Linked DNA regions of Mus musculus: region 1 is linked to region 2. The links are chromatin contacts, called in public HiChIP or PLAC-seq maps. All regions are on one chromosome and are shown on one strand. The core of a region is the stretch at or near the end of the contact, and the rest is flanking DNA. Distances in the headings are between cores, read along the strand shown. Region 1 holds the start of Ttyh2 (tweety family member 2). Region 2 holds the start of 2610035D17Rik (RIKEN cDNA 2610035D17 gene).

Evidence for each region. HiChIP or PLAC-seq counts read pairs in DNA pulled down with a chosen protein or histone mark.
Region 1: an H3K4me3 HiChIP or PLAC-seq map of embryonic forebrain shows a contact between it and region 2, with 6 times the contacts expected there. The contact joins the promoter of Ttyh2 here to the promoter of 2610035D17Rik in region 2. A contact is called at or near these places in 1 of 39 promoter capture datasets (embryonic stem cells) and 5 of 115 datasets of contacts at active chromatin or transcription factors (T-cell acute lymphoblastic leukemia, astrocytes, embryonic forebrain and 2 more).

Annotation. Positions count from the first base shown.
Region 1 is chr11:114,670,930-114,676,954 of GRCm38.p6, reverse strand. Ttyh2 (tweety family member 2) reads right to left here and starts at 1,487. Exons shown (of 14, transcript NM_053273.2): 1 at 1,283-1,487. The coding sequence starts at 1,411. It overlaps Rpl38 (ribosomal protein L38), which reads right to left. Exons shown (of 4, transcript NM_001362918.1): 3 at 5,099-5,221; 4 at 4,622-4,690. The coding sequence ends at 4,665.
Region 2 is chr11:113,198,968-113,205,560 of GRCm38.p6, reverse strand. It overlaps 2610035D17Rik (RIKEN cDNA 2610035D17 gene), which reads left to right and starts at 3,723. Exons shown (of 3, transcript NR_015556.2): 1 at 3,723-4,270. It overlaps 4732490B19Rik (RIKEN cDNA 4732490B19 gene), which reads left to right. Exons shown (of 4, transcript NR_040276.1): 4 at 394-2,246.

The DNA.
Region 1 (6,025 bases), core at 238-2,737, 1.5 Mb before region 2:
GTGCCTCCAGTAGCACAAAGGGGGTCCCATCCTCCCAGAAGAACAGAAACCAACAGCCCAAGCCCGCAAGTAGTAGAGCCATTGAAAGTTATAATTAGACTCTGGGGTACTGGCTCTTCTTGGGCAGAGCACAGCACACGGTTCGGGAGCCCCTGGCCTCAGAACGAGGACAATCTGGGAGGACAAGAAGCCACTCCTGGGCAGTCTAGAGAAGCCCTGCTCAGCCAGATGCCCCACTATGGAGATTAGGACACCGTGCCAACCACTGCAGGTCAAAGTCCAACATGAGCACAGTGCTCTGAACTAATAATGGGCCTCCTCCCAAGTCGCCTCAGCCCCTGAATCTTTGACCCAGCAGAGGGAACTGACTCAGCCGGGCCGCAGAGGCCGCCGTGGGTTTAACCGCGGCTGAGATCTGCTGAGAGACCGTTGCAGGGTCTGGAAAGGAGGTCAGAAGCCTGGACCTGACCTCCAAACCCGCAAGGGAACGTCCCCCTTCATCAGGGACAGTTAAGAAGTATAAAGATAAGGAGGGTAGCTGGCCCGGGAACCAAGACCTCAGAATTTCAGAGCCTAGAAGTTTATAGGGAAGGAACACCAGAACAGACGGGGTAGATGCTGGACGTGGTGCGAGACGGGGTGGATCTGAAGCCACCTTCCATCCTGGACTCCAACAGCTGTGGGGTTTTGGCATCCAAGAGATTAGTCACCCACGCCGCTTCTTTCAGCCCCGCAGCCTTTGTGAAGAAGCCAAGGCAGAGGTATTGGCAGTGGCTGCTACCCTTCAGGCTGGGGCTGGGGCTGGGGAAAGGAGCGCAAAGGACTCCGGAGACTCAAGTCGGTTTCTGCCTAAACTTTTTCTCAGGCCATCAGGGCCGGGAGAGAAATCGTCTGGTGTCGGGAGTCTCAGAAGGGGAACTTTGCAGCACCTCTAAGCACCCACACACCTCGGCCGCCAGTCACGCCGATTCAGATGCCCCACCCCCACTGTAAGTCTTTGGAAGGCTCAGCCCCCGCCACCCGAGCGCAGCCTCCGCGTCCTTCCTCTTCTTCCCCAGTGTTTCCAGCTTTACCAACTCCGAGATTTCCAGCTAGGTCGAGCGTCCCGGCCAAGGAACCCGGGAGAGCTGAGAGGGCCCAAATGGGGACCAAGGGGGTCTGAGAAGCGCGGAGAGCGCGGGATGCCGAGGCAAGAGAGAAAGGAGTGGGACCTGGGCGAGCGCAGGCCGGCTCTGGCTCTCACTCTAAGGGTCCCTCTCCGTGGCTCGGCTCATGGGCTTACCTCCTGGTAAGTTTCGTCGCCGGGGCTGAAGGTGCTGTCTACTCGCTGCAGGCGCAGGCCGAGGTGCGGAACGCTGTGCAGCCACACGACCCACCAGGGCGCGATGTACTCCACTCGCGCCGCCGGCATGGCTTGCACAAGCTGCAGCGGGTCCACTGCCCCTGCCAACGCCGCTACCACCACTACCCGGCTCGGAAGCGACCCGGCCCCGCCTCGCCTAAACCCCGCCCCATATCCAGCCCTAGGCGAGGACACGCCCCACCATGCACGAGGCTCTGCTCAGGTCCCGCCCCCACCTCGGGCCCTGCCCCACCCCTCCTCTTGAGCCAATTCCTGGACACACACACCCACTCCAGAAATTGGGCTCAAAAACATGCCCTGATCCTTGCTATCAACATCAGAATAGTGGCCCAGGTTTGATGGTGCGTGCCTTAGGATGGTAAGGCAGAAGGATCAAGAATTCAAAGGTCTTCCTCAGGTCTGTTATGAGTTGGAGGCCAGCCTGGGCTATGTGAGACCTGATCTTAAAAAAAAGGCAAGATTTTGAAAAAAAGACTAAAGAGCCAGTGGATAATTAGTAATCATTACCTAGGAGGCTGGGCTAGTCCCTAATTCATTCTACTATTACTATTATTATTATTAATTATTCCCCAGACTGGGCCTCACTATGCTTTCTGTCCTGGAACTCATTATGTAGAGCAGCCTGGCCTTGAAGCTGGGAGCACAAGGGTCTTTTTTTTTTTTTTTTTTTTTTTTTTTTTTTTGGTTTTTCGAGACAGGGTTTCTCTGTAGTCCTGGCTGTCCTGGAACTCACTTTGTAGACCAGGCTGGCCTCGAACTCAGAAATCCGCCTGTCTCTGCCTCCCAAGTGCTGGGATTAAAGGCGTGCGCCACCACCGCCCGGCTTGCACAAGGGTCTTAAGCAGGAGGTAGGTGGTGGGCAGGTACCAGTCAACACGTTAGGTGGCAAACTCGAGAGCCAAGTCAGGGCCAGGCTTGGTTGGGCACAGCGCTGGGGAGCCAGCTGGAGGGAGGATGCTTAGTGCTGCAGGCAGAGGAAGGAAAGGAGACCCCAGAGAGGGCAGGGAGAATTTCTAACTAGGTGCTGTGGTGCCCCTAAAACAGGCACTCTTGCTCTATCAAAGAACCTTGCTAGGAGTGCTTCCCTGCTCCCTGGCCGCTAGGACTTCTCACAGTCAGCTCTGTTCTATAGTTGCTAGAGCCTGGCTGCTACATCTGCCCCGGACAGCCGAGGCACCATCAACCCCCTAACCCACCTTGTTCTCACAGATGTCTCGCTAGTCCAGGATTGTCTAGGAATCCTCCCGAGCCTAGGACACCTAGTGATGAGCAAAGTCTCTTTCCAGTTTCCTGTCTTTCCACGTGTTTAGTAGGGAGGGGAGGCTCTAAACCTCGGTGATTATAAACACGTCCAGTGCTTTTGTCCTGAGCTGGCATGAGGGTGGCTAGCTTGGGGGGTGCCTCCACAGGGAACAGTTAGGCTGATGTCTCCAGAGGATTCCATGGTGGGTAGAAATCTTGTGGGGTGAGGGACTAATGGGCAGGGGAGAAAGGGAATCCAGTCAGGAAACCCCAAGATCTGCAGTGCAAGGGCCGGGCTGGGCTGTGGCTGCTTCCCAGTGGCCAGGGTCGGGGAGCGGCTTCTGAGTTGATGGAAATGTTCTGTGGACTTGAAAAGCCCACATCCCTGTACAGCTAAGACTTATAGGCCTACACCCAGTCTTTTCTAGTAAGACAGGTCTTGCTATAGTCCTGATTTCCTGGAACAATGTAGCCCAGGCTGGCCTGAACCTTGTAAGGGAAGTGAGGGCAGTTGAAGCACAGGGCTGACTTAGGTGCCCTCAGCCTTAGGACCTGATGTAGACCCCTGTAGCCAAGCAGAGAAATGTGAAGCAACTTCCCAGAGGCCCCTCTTGAACCTCAGTCACAGGCAAGAGATACAGCCTTAGCCAGAATCCCGAGGGCAGGGAGGTGCTGCCCGGTGTCCCGCACACCTGCCCTCAGTGACCCCAGGATGCCTCTGCTCACTTCCCTGTTAATTTTGAACCTGGTGCAGAGTCAGAGGGAGTAGTAATAAATACATGGCCACCAAGGGAGAGCTCAGTGCCAGGGCATTCCAGATGTGTGCTGACGCAGAGGTGAGGGAAGCCAACCAGGAGTGTACTACTGAAGAGCAGGCTGGGCCCTCAGCCTTGGTGAGCCCATCACCTGAAGGCACAAAGACATTATTCAGTCTCTGGAGCCAGCCTGGACCGCAGAAGCACACCCTAAGTGACTCAGGATTGGCAGGGTAGGAGGCGCTGCATGAAAAAGTGCCTTCAGCAGACCACAAGGCCAGACAAAGTCAGTCTCCTAGGAGCCAGAGGGAGCCTTTGAGAAATGAACTGGGGACAAAAACAAAACACCCAAAGCTGTAAACTGTCTCCCTTGGGAATCCCAGGCAACCACACTCCCATCCCACCCACTCCCCGGGGTAAACAAAACCCATGCCTCCCCAAAAAGCTCACAGCATATGCAAAAACCTCTTCCAGAAAGATCTTTACTTCTGGTTACAACCTGCTTGTTTAAGCATCTAGCTCAGCCTGCTGCAGTACATTTCCTAAAAGCAGAAAGCACTCCCAGTAGCAGTACATTAAATTGGGCACTGCACACCTATGGTCCCAGCACTCAGGAGGTGGGGGCAGGGTGGACTCAAAGTCAGCACCTGGGATGCATGTGCTATCTCAAAACAACCCCCTCCTCAGTTACGGGGTTTACTTACTGCGGTAGAGTGCCACCTGGTGGCAGGCCCAGTGGCTTTGACTTTGCCTGTCCCTTTTTAATTCTTGAAAATTGTCATGTTGTTTGCTTGTATGCATGTATGTGTACCGGGTGCGATGCAGTGCCCAGAGGCTCGGATCCCCCACCCCTGCCCACTCTGCAGTCCATGGTAAGGCAACCCCACAGAAACCATCCTTTCTTCAGCATTCACAGCGGAAGCCCATGCTTTCTTGACTTCACATTCCAGTCTTACAGAATGGAACACTCTTGCATCCAGGGGCTCCAAGGACGGCTCATCTGGCAGCTTCTCCCTCTCCCACATTCATCTCAGGTGACCCATCTCAAGGCCCACTTCCAAGCCTTGGGAGTATACACCAGCTCCCCTCCATGAAGAGCAAGCTCTTCCAATTGCCTTCCCAGGGTATTAAAGTTTCCCCAAACGTAGGCTAAAAGGAAGGCGATTCAACCACTGAGATCCCAGTTGAAGATGTGGGCTGCAGAAGGTGGCACTATCTCAACAGCACTACCACTTCCCCACCAGAGACTGAGGACACACAAAACACTTTTCAGGGTTTTTAATAGTCACACGCAGAGGGCTGGTTCATTTCAGATCCTTCACTGCCAAACCTGGGGAAAGAAAAGATTGATGGTTGACATGACTCCTTCCGGAGCTACCAGGGCGCATTACAAGGCCCTTCCCTCTGCAAACCCAGGATTGTCAATCAGATCAACCAGTTCTTTTGTTTTGGTTTTTCGAGACAGGGTTTCTGTGTGTAGCCCTGGCTGTCCTTTAACTCAGAAATCGGCCTGCCTCTGCCACCCAAGTGCTGGGATTACAGGCATGCGCCACCACTGCCTGACTCAGAGTAGGTCCTTTTGAGAATTAAATAGATTATAATCTGCCTGGGACCAAGGAAGCCATTTCTGGGATCAGATAGAACCTAAGAAACTCAGTCATGGCAGACACCTCACAGTCACCACAAAGTGGCTCCCCTAATGCTGCCCATGCCACTATTCTCCCTCAGGCGTACTCACCCGGGGGTAGGGACTGCTTCAGCTTCTCTGCCTTTTCCTTGTCTGTGATAACCAGGGTGTAAAGGTACCTGCTGCAGCGAACCTTGAACTTCACATTATCCTTGTTCTTCTTGATCTTGACAGCTGCCAAGGAAACCACAATTAAGGATGAGAACTGGTGCAGAATCACACAGGTCATGTTCTTAAGTGGCTGGAATTTTCAGTCACCGCCACCTCAGACTTCCCTCTGCTCAGTGAGTCTTGGGGTTACTCAATTCATTTGCGCATGCACACAAAACCTGCACTCAATACACTAAACACAGCACCGCAGAACATTCTAGAATGACCCATGACCTTTCTAAAAGGATAGCCTATAGAGGAAAGAAATGAGTTATCTTCTCTGGTTAATAATTTTCCAGCCTTCCACTTCTGGCAACCAATTCTCCATACAAGGACACTGGATGCACAGGATGGCTTTTAGGATGCTCCATTCCAGTGTGCAGGGAAGCACCTCTTACACTTTTGTGGAACCTGGCTCTTATTTTATAGTTATGTGTAAACGCATGCCCGTGTGTGGGCACTGGCACGTGGGTGCAGATGCCTGGGTGCAGAAGAGGTCGTCACTGCTACAGGCAGATTAGAGCGGAAGGATGCTGGGAACCAAACTCTGCAGCAGTAGTAAGGGCTCTATAAAGCATCAAAGGGCCTAATGCTTCAGACTCAAGCACCTAACCAGAGACAGGCATTTGGTCTTAACCTCACAGAACAGCTGTGTGTGATCTGCGTGCACAGGTTCTCTCAACTCCACCTCTGACTACTGCTGGAACAGCCTTCACCAGGCACTGGTGCTCAAGGCACTGGTCACTCTGGCTTCCATCTTACCAAGTCCAGACATGGATGGCAGCACCCTATGCTGCCCCAGCCATTATCGCACTCCTGAATACTAAC
Region 2 (6,593 bases), core at 2,474-4,973:
ATGTCCTCAGCCTCCTAAGTAGCTAGGGCCATAGGCCTAACCACCAGACCTGGCTTGAATTGGTTTCTATATCCCTTTGCCATAATCATATTACTATGTGGTATTTCTGTACATTTTAACACTTTCTTACTTACTAGCACTCTAAGATGGCCAAGACTCTTCCTACATTTTTTTCTGGCCCTTGACCCCAGATTCATCCAGTTCCCCGAGTCTCCCTGGCTGATTATATAGGACAATAGTATTAGAAGCTACTCCTGGGCCTGGTATTTCTTGGTCCTGGGGTGTCTTTGCATTTTATCCTTCATAGTATAGTGAGCAGAGATATGTGTGTGCAGTAACCCATGTGATTGTGTGTGTGTGTGTCTTTATATCCATATCTATCTGTTTCCTTAGCTAATCAGGAGTTCCTACTGAACATGGACTTCACTCTGCTCCTCCACATTCCTCGTACAGAATACTGGCTAACGCTGTTAAAAATAAAATTGTAAATACCGAGGAGTGGAAGGAAAAGTGAGAGCAGAAGATCCAGCAGCTATGGAAACCCACCCCAGGCTCGGGTACCATCATGAGAAGACAGCGGTCCTTCCCTGCCATGGCTACATGGCTCTCTACTTTAAGAGAGATCTCCTGGAGAAACTGGGCAGAGGTCCTCTCTCTGGGACTCTGCGCTGCAGACCTGAGGAGGCCAGTCATCTGCGCTGTTGATCTTCACCTTTGTCCATGTTGTCCTGTAAAGCAGGGGATGGGGCAGCTGTACTGTAGAATGGGATCAGTGCTAAGCTTTCTATGCTGCCACTGGAACCCCATGGGTGTCATTCAGCACCAGAAAGGAGCCAGGAAGCCAGGGCCAACTTTAGAGCTTGCTTAGAGCTTGCGATTTCAGTGGGGGACAGTGCATTAGGGCCTTGGGTAGAAATGTGAAGACTGGGCTTAGGGGAGGCCTAGGCACGGCTTCCATTGCCCCATCTCTAACTCCATGTGGTGATCTGAATGAGAAATGTCCTTTACAGGTCATTGAACACTTGGTCCCCACTGGCGGTGCTGTTTAAGGGAGGTTATGGAAATTTAGGGGCGCAGGCTGGCCGGAGAAAGCACATCACTGAGGGTGGTATTGGGGGGCAGTTCCCAGCATCACCCCCACTTCCTGTTCTTTCTCTCTGCTTCCTGTTTGTGGATGAAATGGTATCAGCCAGTTTCCTACCCCTGCTCCCCCATCTGCTGTGCCAAGCCATTTGTCCCCCATTATGAGGAAGCTATTCCTCTAGAACCAGAGCAGAGCTAAAATAATACTTTTTTCCTTAAGTTGCTTTTGGTCTTGTTTTTTCTTTTCTTTTCTTTTCTTTTTCTTTTTAATCACAGCAACAGAATAGTAACCAATACACCCCATTATTCTTATCTGGGTGAATAGAAATGAGTCCTGTCACTGTGTGTATGCATGTATATATGCATGCATATGCTTATTGCAGGGGTTCTCAGCCTTCCTAACGCTGCATGCGACCCTTTAATACAGCGCCTCGTGTTGTGGTGACTCCTCCCAACCATAGAATTATTTTTGTCGCTACTTCATGATTGTGATTTTGCTACTGTTCTGAATCCTGTTGTAAATATCTGATCTGCAGGATATCAGCTATGTGACCCTTGTGAAAGGGACATTTGGTTTCCCCAAAGGGTCATGACCCATAGGTTGAGAATGGCTTACTTATGGACTCTTTAGACATTCCCTCATTTAAGCCTCTTGAGTCTTGTAACAGGTGCAAGCCCACACCTGGCTTTCTCTTGTCCTATTAAATATGCATACCCTGTCTCAGAATCTAGGATCATCTAGGAGACAGGGCTCTCAGGAATCCTGTGAGAGAGTTCCTTGGTTATGCTAATTGGTATGGGAAGATCCATCTTAGTTGTGGGCAGGACCATTGCCTGGGCAGGGGTCCTCGACTGTCTAACAGGGAGCAGCAGGGTGAATTTACCCCTCTACTCTCTGATTGTGGATGTGGCAGGAACAGCTGCCTAAAGTTCCTGCTGCCTTCCTTTTTCATTACAAGGGACTGTACTTGAAATGTGAAATGTGAGCTAAAAGAAACCCATTCTTTTTTAAGATGCTAAAAAACCAAACCCAACCCCTTTAATATATATATAGTATATATATTATATGTATATAATATATATTACACTGCCATTTCCCATTTTATTTTTATGTGCTCACCCGCCACAAAAAAAAAAAATAGAAAAAATAAAGTGTTAGAACCATAAAAGCGATTGGTTTTGCATTGTCTTTTGCAACTGTGACCACTACCTGCAGTTAGTTCTTCTTTCCGTTATATTTTGGGCTTTCTTGTTCTCTTTTCTTCACGTTATTCTGTGCCCACGTGTACTTGTTTACGTGTATACACAGAGCTTTGGCTAGGTTCCTCATATGAAGCAGATGGCACGGCTTTTTCTTTCTGAGATTATATGACCTTGCTTAATATTATCCACTCTAAGCCCATCCATTTTCCTGCAAAAATTTTGAAATTTCAGTTTTCCCTAAGAGCTGAATAGTATTTCATTTTGTATACATACCAGATTCTCATTATCCATTTATCTGCTGATTGACATCTTGATTGAGGCTGGGTTTTTTGCTGTAGCAAATAAAGCATCAATAAACACCGTGTGTGTGTGTGTGTGTGTGTGTGTGTGTGTGTGTGTGTGTGTATGTGTGTGTGTGTGTGTGTGTGTGTGTGTGTGTATGTGTGTGTGTATGTGTGTGTGTGTATGTGTATGTGTGTGTGTGTATGTGTATGTGTGTGTGTGTGCAAAAAACTCTATGGTAGGATATGGACTTCTCTGGGTATATACCCAGGAGTAAAATTTTGGGTCATATGGGCAGCTCTATTTTCAACTTTTCGAGAAATCTCCCAACTGATCTACCTGAACACTGGCTGAATTAACTCCCCCTCCCACCAACAGTGAGTAAGGGCTACTCCCTCTGCCCAGCTTCTCCAATGTGTCCTGACAGACTTGTCGACAACAGTAATTCTCACTGGGGTGGGACAGATCTCATCAGAGTTTTATTTTGCATTTCCTTTATTATCCATCTGAGTTCCCTTTCCTCTTGGCTTTCCTCTCTCTCTCTCTCTCTCTCTCTCTCTCTCTCTCTCTCTCTCTCTGTCAATTCAGTTCAGCTGCCCGTTTCTTGATTGGCAGTTTTACCTCTTTGGTATTTAATGTCTGCGTTTCTTTGCAAATTCTAGATAGTAACCCCTTGTAGCTGGCACAGATTTCCCCCTTCTGTGGGCTGTCACTTAACTCTACAGGTTCCTTTGCTTTCCACAGCTTTTTGTTTTCATGCAGCCTTGAGTTGATTTATTTACAAGGTGAAAATATGCAATCCAATGTATGACTTTGTCTCCTTTGTCAAAAATTAAGTGGCTGTTTAGTGTCAGTTGCTTTTGACAGTATTTTATCACAGCAACGGAAAAGAAACTAAGGCAACGAGATAACTTCTAGAAGAAGAGATAAATTCCAGAACAGAATGGAATCTCTTCGTTACAAAGTTTGCGAAGGGAGGTAGCTGTGGTGAGTCTACCCTTTGCCAATATTCTCCATGAGCGGAAGGAGTAAGAAGACAAAACTACAACTCCCAGGATACCATTCGGCCAATCGACCACTTTACTCCGCCCTCTGGCCGTGCCCACCCGCAAACCCGTCTCTATAAAAAAGGCTGGAATGGCCCAACGGCTCGCAGAGCTCAGTGGTGGCGCAGAAAGTGTTCACTTCTTCTGTTTCGGGCTGTACGCTGTGGTTCTGCGCCTCCAGGGCTTTGCTGCCTGGCGAGCGTCCTCCCTGTACCACAGGATCCTTGCCCGACTACAAACCCGAGGCTTCTATTAGGATAGTCTGGATTCGCCATAGGGGTTTCTCCTAGCGCGGATTGTGTGTTTGCGTTGGCGATGCTCATAGAAGAAAGGCGCAGAGCTGTACGAGGAGGCGGGATGCACGGGTCAGAGCCCTCGGTGGCCTCCGCCCGCTGCTCTTGGCGCCGGTCCGCTCCTGGAGATAGCGCGGCAGCCGCCTGGGAGGCGAAGCGCGTAATCTCCGCGCTACCCACGCGGGGCCGCGGCGTGGTGGCCGCACTTTGGCTTTGGGCGCTGGATGGACAGTGGGGTAAAGGGTTGGGGTTCCCCTAACGTGGATTACTTGGTGCTTATCAACTGGATTTAGAAGACTCTCGACCTGGTCTCCATCATCCGTGGGTTGTCTTTCCATCTCCCAGCCGCTCTTTCACCTGGAGGTAAGTTTCCCCCCCGCAGTGCGCAGTTGTGGATTTGATTTGCCCTTCTTTAGCCTTGTGTTGGTTTTTGAAGGTTTAAGGATTGACGTCCGGGAAATCATTTTAGCAACCCTCAGGTGGACCCTACTAGCTCAGATCTCTGTAGTCAGCGGCTGTTCTGGGCTCATCGTCCTGTCCTGCGGCATGGATAAGCCATTGGTTACCCCGCGCCAGGACAGAGAGCGCCTGCCTTCTTGGCACTTGCCTTTTGGCAGGGTTGGTCCTTTGGGACCCTTTGCTTTGCTAGCCATGCCTCTCCAGGAAGCTGCCCATTGCACGCAGCGGGCTGCTGAGGCACAGTGTTTGCAAGAGGCCACGGGGGCTGGGTAGCCGTGGGAGCGCTTGGTGGATACTGCATTATTTTCAGGACTGGGCTGCTGTGGAGTTGATGGAGAGATGGGTATTGGCCACCATGTGAGTACAGTTTACCAGGGCAGGAATTTGGTCCAGTGTTTGCACCTACCATCCTCCTCCTCTTGGTGTGACTTTTATGATGAAGAAGACTTTTGCCTTAGGTCTTGAGACATAACTGTAAATCATAGGAGTCAGTACTCAATAATAGGTCTCTCTCCTCCTTGTCCTTTTGTGATTGCGTTGTAGTAGGGAGGTTGGTACCTGTCACGAGGTTGTCTGAGAGTAGGTGTTTGTTGAATGAATGATAGAGCTTCCCCACCCTAAATTACACCAGGTTCCTCTGTTTCCTTTTCCCTCCTGGGCTCTCACCCTTAATTCCAGAACTTTCCCCCTGGTCCTGGTTTCCTGGGGACAATTTCCAGATATGGATTTCTTCTCCCCTCCCCCACCGATCCCTGTCAGCAGTCCTGAGGTGTTCTTTTGGAACGTGTGTGTGTGTGTGTGTGTGGTGGTCCATTTCCCACCCCAGAACTCCCTCCAACAGAGGAAGCTATTCAGCCAGGGACTGGCTTTGGTGAGTGCCCAGGAGCCCTGAGGTCTCAGTCAGCACCTGCGCAAGGAGGGCAGGCTAGGCAGCATAGGAAGAAAAAAAAATGTTTTAAATGAAGTATTATGAGTCTTGACTGTCCTGCAGAAACTGGGGTCCTGCTGCCCCTGGTTCCACCCAGGTGCTTGTGGATGCCCAGGCTGGTTCTGGACGGTTCTCCAGTAAGAAGCGCTGTGTATCTAGCATTGTGGCGACCGGACGCTTTCTGCCAGGTGCACGTTTCTGTAGTTTCTTGTTGTATGGGGACGGGGAGAATGGGTCCTGGAGAGATCGTCTGTGGGTCCTTGGTCAGTGAGACTGGTTTCAAAGGGCCTCTTCTAGGGTCAGGCTGAGGGTGTACAATCCACAGTATTCGTGACTTTGTTTCCTGTTCATGTGCCTCTCCTCCGATCCCCATTTATGACTCTCGTAGCACTACTGAATTCTGCAGCCACCAAGCAAAGGATTGCTACTGTCTACTGTTGGATACTTAGGTATTTCCAAACTTAGCCCCAGCAAGCAAATGCCAAGGCGGGGGAGTCCCTTAGTACCTCAGTATTTCTCTGCACTTGGGAGGACGCATCTCGACTGGTTTCTAGAGATTGTCCTCTTTAAGTCTGTCGATTGAACGTTGGAGAAGCCTTACAAGTGGAAGACATTTCCAAGAGGGTTTAGAGGCGAAGGGCACCACTCATCTCTCACACAGCCTTTCTCTTAGGGAGGGGACACAGAGGCATGGGGCTAAAAACCACGAAAAGTTCACTGAGCCTGCCAGGCCTACCCACTTCCAAAGAGTCGTTCAACACCTCCAACCTCCAGGACCATTGGCTTGACCTTCTCCTGCGAATTATGCTAGCAACTGCTTCAGTGACCCCGCAGGTCTGTGTTTGCTAGGCAGCAGGATTTAAACTACTGCCTTTTCTTTAACATTAACCTTTGAATTGAGCACGGATCTAGATTTATAGGAAAGCGGCAAATACGGCCTCTCCCGTCTCCTTTCCCCAGATTCCCCACATGTTAACATCTGGCTTGCACCATGGTGTATTGATCAGGCCCCCGGGGCACCAACAAGGATCTGACGCTTCTGACCCACGATTCCTATTACCCCATTGGTGTCCCGAGTGGGGCCCGAACTCATCCTGTATGCTACAAAGCCATCTTGTAAAAATGGAGACTGAGGGAGCACAAGAAGTGGGTGGCTTTTGTTCCCAGAAGGCCTGAAATTGAGAGGCCACCTCCATCTCCCATCCATCCCCACTGACCCATCCTGTCTGACAGCTGCTGAACAGGATCAGGACACCCCACCCTCCACCCCCAAGGACCCCATGGGAGGCCCAGACGCCA